2 separate regions of the Xenopus tropicalis genome follow, and region 1 is linked to region 2. The links are chromatin contacts, called in public Hi-C maps. All regions are on one chromosome and are shown on one strand. Each heading gives the region's core, a stretch centred on a gene start, on an enhancer-like site or on the middle of the called end of the contact. The rest is flanking DNA. Distances are from core to core; before and after follow the strand shown.

Region 1 (4,192 bases), core at 944-3,443, 150 kb after region 2:
GGGGAGAATTAGTATAACACGAACGCGTATAACACGCCCTGGTTACCCCAATTAACCCTTTCAGTTCAAGCCAGGCAGTATATTTTGACAATGAAGGTTTAAGTATAATTGCGTAGTTTTGGATGTGGGAAGACAGGAGTGCAGGAGAAACCAGGGGGAAGAGGGGTAATAACTAATATATAGAAATTAGAAGGAGGGAAGATCTATCCAGCTGTGGGAACTATAGGGAAGGCACAGGCAGGAGTGATGGAAGGAGCCAGGCAGTGAGTGTAAGAGTGGAGCAGAGCTAGTGGTTGGGCAGTGTCTTTGCAATACCAGTGCTCTCCCCTCCCCATCATTACACTAGACTGTGTGTATGTGTGTGTGTGAGTGTGCGCAGGAGAACAGCTTGCATTTCTCTCTCCATCCAACTAGCGCTGCCCTCCACTGAGAGACACAGAGAAAGGAGACACAGGACAGAGATCTCGTACTCATCAGCCTCACTGATGCCCTTTCCGTAACCCCATCCCTACCAGCTAGCCCCCTGCCTCTTTGCGAAGGAGCTTCTCCCCCAGCACAACGATAAGGCCGGCTGGATTTATCTCTCTCTCACTGACATTCTCACACTGATTGCACGGAAGAGAACCAACCGCTGTGGCTGCGAATGAGATCCCAGCTTTTCCTTGCAGCCAAGCAGCAAATCTAACGCGGAATGAGGAAGGCGACCTCCTTACCCTCAGCTGGGCTCTAGATACACATTTCTGCCCGAGAGGGGCCGATATTAACGGTGATTCCATGGGAAGGATCCAGCCTCTGCCTTTATTTTCTTGGGAAGGGAAGGAATAAGCTGGAGACCGAGCAGCAACAAGCAGGGGCCTTTAATACTGACAAAGGAGTGAAGGAGCCGCTTACAGGTATTGTTTCTCCCACTGTACAGCAGGGAAGCCCAGGAGCAAACCAGCGCCGTGGGAACTGCTGTGCGCCAAATACAGGGGTACCGTAGGCTTTGGCACTTAAATAGAGGCTGAAATCGCATTTCTGCAGCAAAACATAAGGCCTGGTCTTATCCACATGGCAACAGGAGGCGCACAGGCACACAGACCACATATTTCTAGTATATATCTATAATACACACTCTCACGTACAAACGTCATCATTTTGCATTTCTCAGATATGTAAAACAAAACACACATTATACCTCATATTTTGTGCAAACTATGGATTTTACTTAAATAGGAAAAGAGACCATTTGCTGTTGTGGTCAATTTTTTATCAGACTACAAATGATTTGTGTGTGCCTGTGTGTACATGTATAGGAACATCTGTGTATTTGTATACATCTTTATATACCCCACTAATATCAATTGAAAATAAATGTATACTGTTTCTGAAGGTTACTATGAGGCATCTCAAGAAACTAATAATAAGAGGCACACAAATATCTAAGTGAATTTGAATGATACAACACAGAAGAATTCTAAATATTTCTGCAGTGTGTGTCATAGAGAAAGGGGGCTCCTATTTTATCTATCGAGGTTTGCAGGGGATGTCATAGATGGCTTCCCAAAAATCAATGTAAATATAGACACACTCACTATTTTATCGATTGAAACATTTTAAAACATCAGTTAAAAATACAAAAATAACACATTACTCATCAGATAAAGCTCAAAGGAGAAACAATCTAGTTTAAAATTCATACAAATCCAGGTAAAACTGCAGGTGATGTTCCAGCTGAAGTAAATATTAATTAGTAGCTCAGAGGCATTGACTGCCGAGAATATTTTGTATGAAAAGCCAGAGAAAGTTGATGATAGACATTTAGCTTTGTCTTTGTCCTTCCAAAAAATATTCCTTTTGAGTGAGTTTTTGTGTTTGGGTGAGTCTGTGAATGGGGGGCACGCTTGACAGTTATATACAAATTATACCCACATGTATGAGCCTAATGCCAGAATGTGAACATACCTGCATAGGAACAAATATAGTAATAATAATTATATTTTACACATACTCCAGCGAATGGCTGCAGCCATATATATTGGCCAGCGCAGTTATCTGTGAGTAACAGGCACTTCTCCACATGAATAAGCCTGCTAGCGGCGTGTAAAGAAACTGACAGACATTGACTTTAATCCCATGTCAGGGAGACACACAGGGGCCAAGTTACAGACCTATGACAGGTTGTCTCCTCTCAGTGCAGGCTCCCACTGGAATATGGCGGACACAGAGGAGGCTTATGGGATGCCTGATACCCCTGTGGAACCAGAGCCCAAAGAGCTACAGTGTGAGCCTAAACAGGACAATCAGATGGGGGCCAGCAGCAAGACCCCTACTTCTCCTCAGGCTGCATTTACCCAGCAGGTAAGAGAGGTAATTCCAGAGAGACATACGCCTTATACCATGGCATTCATTCAGGGCAAAATAGTACATTCACATTTAGAAACTAAAGCACTGACACACTGGGCACAATGTAGGATTTATAGACAAATATTACACATATTATATTGCATTGCAATGCATGTGCTACAAGCAGTTTTTATATAACTTGTATATATCACTCTTGAATTCTGGCATGTTTGTCTTACCACTGTACCATATGCAAGGAAAGCCGGCTCATTACAAATTTAATCTAATATAATCTAATCAAATGTAATCCTAAACTGAGTGATTCTGCTTTATGATTTGTGCATACATTCTCACACACACATATACATACATACACACACATATACATACATACACATATATGTACATGAAGAGATGTATGGTTACAGTGCTTGCAGTACGAGATTATAAAAGCATCTAACGCTGTTTTTATCCCGAGGTAAGGATCTCCTTCTTGCCCTGCTTTGCCCTTCTTGCCCTGCTTTGCCCTTCCTGCCCTGCTTTAGAGGGCAAAGCATATTCCATTAGGGCATAAAGCAGCAGCAAGCGGAGGCCATAGATGAAGAACAGTTCAGGGCTCAGACACATTCCAGCGATGGCATATATTTGTGAATAAAAAATAAAGACATCGCAGTCAAAACAGTTATATTGCCAGTATGCTTATTTCTGACAAAATATAGAGACAGGCCCCATTCAAAAGCTTTCTCCAAACACACTAATTTGAGCTTAAGCAAGTCAATATGCAAGCACAAAAAAAGAAAATTAAAAACGTTAATTCGCCTTGCAAAATAAGAAAAAAAAAACAGAAAGTTGGCCTTTTTTTGAAACTCGATAAATTCACCCACATTTACACCGCCCCCCCCCCCCCCCACACACACACACACACATACATACAAATCTTAAACCAGTACAACTGGAAAATTCTAAGTTGTACCAGCTTTGCTTAAACGCAGGTTCATACAAAAGGGGGAGGCAGGAGGTAGGCAGAAATGTGGGAGAACACGGACTTGTGCCAGGTTATGGCTTCTGTGTATTTATACTCTGCCTTTTGTTCCCAGGGAATGGAAGGCATTAAGGTGTTTTTGCATGAGAGAGAACTGTGGCTGAAATTTCACGAAGTTGGCACAGAAATGATTATTACTAAGGCTGGAAGGTAAGACTATTAGATTGAGAATATAATATAATAATAGTGGGTTCGGAGGAGTGCATTCTTTGTTCAGTCTTTATTAATCACACGTCCTGGCCAATTATTTTGTTCATTAAACCATATGTCAGGTTACAATAAAACGCACCGCTAACTTACAAGGGCTTTTTTTAATTCCACTTCATATTCCTGACTGTAAATATAAAAATGTCCCAGGCTAGACTCCAGTGCAATGAAATCCTTTATAGAACGAGGGAGAGAGGGCAGGGGAACTAAAGGGGAAGGACAGAGTGAAAGAGAAATAAATCAGAAGCAATGGGAAGTAAATGAGAGGGGGACCTGGGTTGGGGAAACTAAGGCTGAGAGACAGAGGGAAGAGAAGTTACAGAGGAGGAGAGAGGGCAGGGAAACTTAAGAAAAGATGGAAGTGAAGTAACTAAGAGGAAGGGAAAATAAAAACAGAGATGGAAGGCAAAATACATTTTAGGGAAACTAAAGAACATGGGAAGAAGGAAGGGAGAATAAAGGAGAGAGAGAAGGGGGAGAATTGAGGAGGAAAGTAATTCAAAGATGTAGGGGAGAAAATGGAAAGGTGGAGGACAGGAAGAGTGGTTTAAAAGTGGGCCCAGTGGTAAGAAAGGGATGGGGAACTAAGGGAGAGAGGAAGCGGGAACTGACAGAGAA
Region 2 (3,908 bases), core at 505-3,004:
TATATCCTGGTGAATGAGAGTGATCCGAGACTCAGGCCACTAAACAGACTTGACCAGTCTGGCGCCGAATGCTCTTAAGTATGTGAGTGAAAAATGCGCTGTTGGGAGGGCTAATCACTTCAGATGTTCCGCTCCTATCTCAGTGCATTTAGCTCACAATGCTGCGCCTTCCTCCAGCCACTAACAATCTGCTTCCCCATCTCCCCTCGCCTTAACCCTTTCAGCTCACTGGCTTCGCGGGGCCCAGGCACAAATCTTAAGGGGAAAGTTTTGCTTTGTACGCGTCCTTAACATATGGGAATTGAAAAATGATTTTTACTTTATAAACGGGATGTGTTAACTAACAGCTAAGCATTCACCCAGGCATATATATATATATATTGGGCTGGGCCCCTGGTCTCAACAGATCTACCCCCCCCCCCCCCAATTGACTGGGGAATACAGGCAGCAACAGAGCCAGTGAGTGGACATTTCACGGGTTGTCTTACAAATGATGTCTTGATTGCCGGACAGATAGGCTTGGGGGCAGAGAAAGGCTACAGGGCTGGCAATCTGTGCATGTGATCCCAGGGTGAGATATCACACGGAATTAGTGCAAAGGAGAAACACTGATGTCTGGGAGATTAGAGGCTTTATCCCAGCAAATTACACTTTCTCCCCAGCCTGGCTGGGGGGGGGGGTAGTTTTGCTCTGGGAAAAAATAATAGAGACAGTAGGAATGTACCTCAGTATCGCACACTGACGCAATGTAAAACGCTGTATTTTATACAGAGCAGTCTGGCCGATGTGATTATACACTACTCAACCGGTCCAGTGACCATCACTAGCGCAAATGTAGCCAATTTAAAATCTATATAACTCCATCATTTTATGGTAGGATTTTATGGATTAAGTGATCAGACTCCTAAAGACCGATAGTTTTAGGTCAGTAACAGAATGGCACAGGATTCCCACCTACATTTAATTAACACCGATATATTTATAGACAAATATGTAGGGGATCGGGAGTGACTAGTACAGAGCCAATTTCGGTAGCAAGCGCTGGCATGAGCGCAGGGTATGCGGGCGGTTGCGCTCCCCGGGCAATCAGTGCGCCGCTTCCCACAGGGATGGGTTGGATGATGGGAATGTTCTTGGGTCTCGGTCCAACCCACACATGCCCCGAGCCGCTCGCACTTATCCTTCCGGCCATTGTGACGGGGCAAGGCGATGAAATGGGAGTCCCACTGAGAGGCTGATGATAAGTCGGGGCTGGAGTTGGCCGCAGAGGCTGCGCAAGCAGCGCCAGAGCTGTAGATGGAGGGTGAGGGAAAAGCCTCAGTGCACACGCACAGCCCTCCCCCTCCCCCTGGGTGCATGTGTTTTCTCTCCCTTTCCTAGCAAGCCACCTAGAGGTAAGTGCCTTTCCCTGCCAGGCAGGCAGCGGCTGAATAGCTGGCTGTGTTCTTCCAGCCCCCGCTACACCTTCCTGCCGTGTCCCCTCCCATCTGATCATGTTGACATATTCACACGGCATTATGTAGTAGTGATGCTTTGCTGCAACGCTACAGCTTCCGACACCTTCTTTTTATAACTCAGCCCTGTCCCCATCCAGTAGACCTGTCAAAACCCCGCCTATGGAGCCACACAATTGGTCCGAAAGCGTCAAAGGGCCAATCAAGTAGGTCTGGGCTCCTCGCATTGCCACAACACATCCCTGGGATATGGTGTAAGGAGAGGCTCCATTCACACACAGGATACTTGAAGCGGGGACTGTCTCTTTCCTCTGTCTTTTCTCTCCCACCCTCTCCTCTTCCTCTGTAACCCCATCTCCCTCTTTCTGCTCTCTCTTCTGACACTGGCACATTCTCCGGGAAGGGAGGCTGCTATTTATTAAAAAAAAGGAGGACAAAGGGAAGCAATCCATTTGGGGGAACAGCGGAAGCACCAGAGTGCAGTACAAAATAGACATCTGCATCTTCACTCTTAATCCTTACCTGGAGCTGTGACAGCCGCTGGGGCTGCCGGAGAAGTTGCTGCTTGCCCAGAGAACACGGACTGCCCCAGTCTCTCCGATCGCCGCACAAGTGAAACTCTCGCAGGAGGATAGCTGAGCGGGGAATTGCATTTCTTCCTCTCTCTATTCGAATTAAAGCCTGAGAATAACCCGGCAGTCTCTTGTGTCAATGCTGGGTTTTGCCACATTAATGTGCCCGTGAAGATCCCTCACACTGGACTGAGCCCCGAGCTGTGAGATCCAAAGGGTGCAAGTGAATGAATTTACCCATGAGAGATCCAGTGATTTCAGGGTCAGCCATGGCTTACCATCCATTCCTATCCCACAGGGCACCAGACTTTGCAATGAGTGCTGTTCTTGGACACCAACCTCCCTTTTTTCCAGCTCTGGCTCTGCCACCCAATGGGGCTGCTCTTTCCCTTCCTGGTGCCCTGGCCAAGCCCATCATGGATCAATTAGTGGGTGCCGCAGAGACTGGCATCCCCTTTTCATCTTTGGGTCACCAGGCAGCTGCTCATTTGAGGCCTCTTAAAACCCTTGAACCAGAAGAAGAAGTTGAAGACGATCCAAAAGTCCACCTGGAAGGCAAGGATCTCTGGGAACAGTTCCACAAAAGGGGGACAGAGATGGTCATCACAAAATCTGGGAGGTGAGTCTCAGCCTTTGTCTTCATTATACATTAGAACTGGTTTTAAACTCACCTAGAGACTTGGCCATGGGGCCCCCCTGTACAGAAGTGCACTATCCTCTGCCACTATCATTGCACAGATCTGCAGATTCCTGTGCCATTTCCAATTCACCTGGCACTCCTTATTTCCTTACTCTGCAGTAACTGCAATGCTTGTATGTATCATCATGCGTGTGTTTCTACTTGTTTGTATGTAAATCTGTGTTGGGGAATATGTTTGTCAGATCGACAAAAAAAAACAAAACAAAAAAACACCTTTAACCCCAAGACTAAAATACAGCAGAACATTTTGGGGTTATAAACACAAGTTAAAACTTTTCGGCGCACAAATATCAATGGTAAAAGAACACAAATACAATGTATTTTAGAAGTGACATATAATCGTCACTTTTCTTCTGACATTTAGTAAACGAATGATTTTATTCCAACTCGTTTATCTCCTTTCCAGCAGTATAAAGGTTTATTGCTGCAATTGTATTTACTATATTTAGGCCCTGAGTGCGGCGTCTCCCACTCCCTCCTGTCTGTTAGCTGCGGTCAAAGTTTTGCACCAAAGGTTGGAAGAATTCTGTCTCTTTATTACATATATTTCCTGAAATGCTGAACATATCTCGGCAGCTTATAACAGATACAAAATAACTTTATGGCATGTTATACTGGCGATTTCAAGAAGTCAGCTTCTTATCACTGGTGTTAAATGCCTTGTGGTTATATCTCTGTGGCGTATTGTAAATGTGTGTATACACGCACAGTCACAGTATATGGATAGTATACGGATAATTCAAAAAAGACGGTCAAACCATACTGCCAGCAATCTGCATTTTTGATAGCAGGTATATAAAAGGCCTCAAATTTACTACTCTACACACAAACACAAAAACTTCACCTGGTTAGAGTGCAGTTTACTACAAGCAGAAAAATAAAATGTGGCAATTCCGATGAAAACCTCATTCTGTAGTGATCAGTAATGAATAAAATAGATTAGGCCCATCTGAACTCACAGCAATGCAAACATTCCCACACACACAATAAACAAACAAAAATAAGAATGTATATAGGTAAATGAATCCAGAGGAAGGGAAGGCTCCCCAAACCCTGGGAATCCAAGAGCCATACAAGCACGGCGTCCAACTGGAGTTTTTCTTGAATGAAAACTAGATTATCTATGACTTGGGCAACTCTTTGGGCCTGTAAATTGCACTTTTGGTTATATTTATGGAGGAG

Evidence for each region. A called contact is a pair of places that touch in the nucleus more often than the background predicts.
Region 1: a Hi-C map of neurula embryo shows a contact between it and region 2, with 1.9 times the contacts expected there. The contact joins the promoter of tbx5 here to the promoter of tbx3 in region 2. A contact is called at or near these places in 4 of 5 Hi-C or Micro-C datasets (brain, gastrula embryo, neurula embryo and 1 more).

Annotation. Positions count from the first base shown.
Region 1 is chr1:145,925,644-145,929,835 of UCB_Xtro_10.0, forward strand. tbx5 (T-box 5) reads left to right here and starts at 2,194. Exons shown (of 10, transcript NM_001198768.1): 1 at 2,194-2,352; 2 at 2,716-2,746. The coding sequence starts at 2,194.
Region 2 is chr1:145,773,487-145,777,394 of UCB_Xtro_10.0, forward strand. tbx3 (T-box 3) reads left to right here and starts at 1,755. Exons shown (of 7, transcript NM_001032353.1): 1 at 1,755-2,645. The coding sequence starts at 2,254.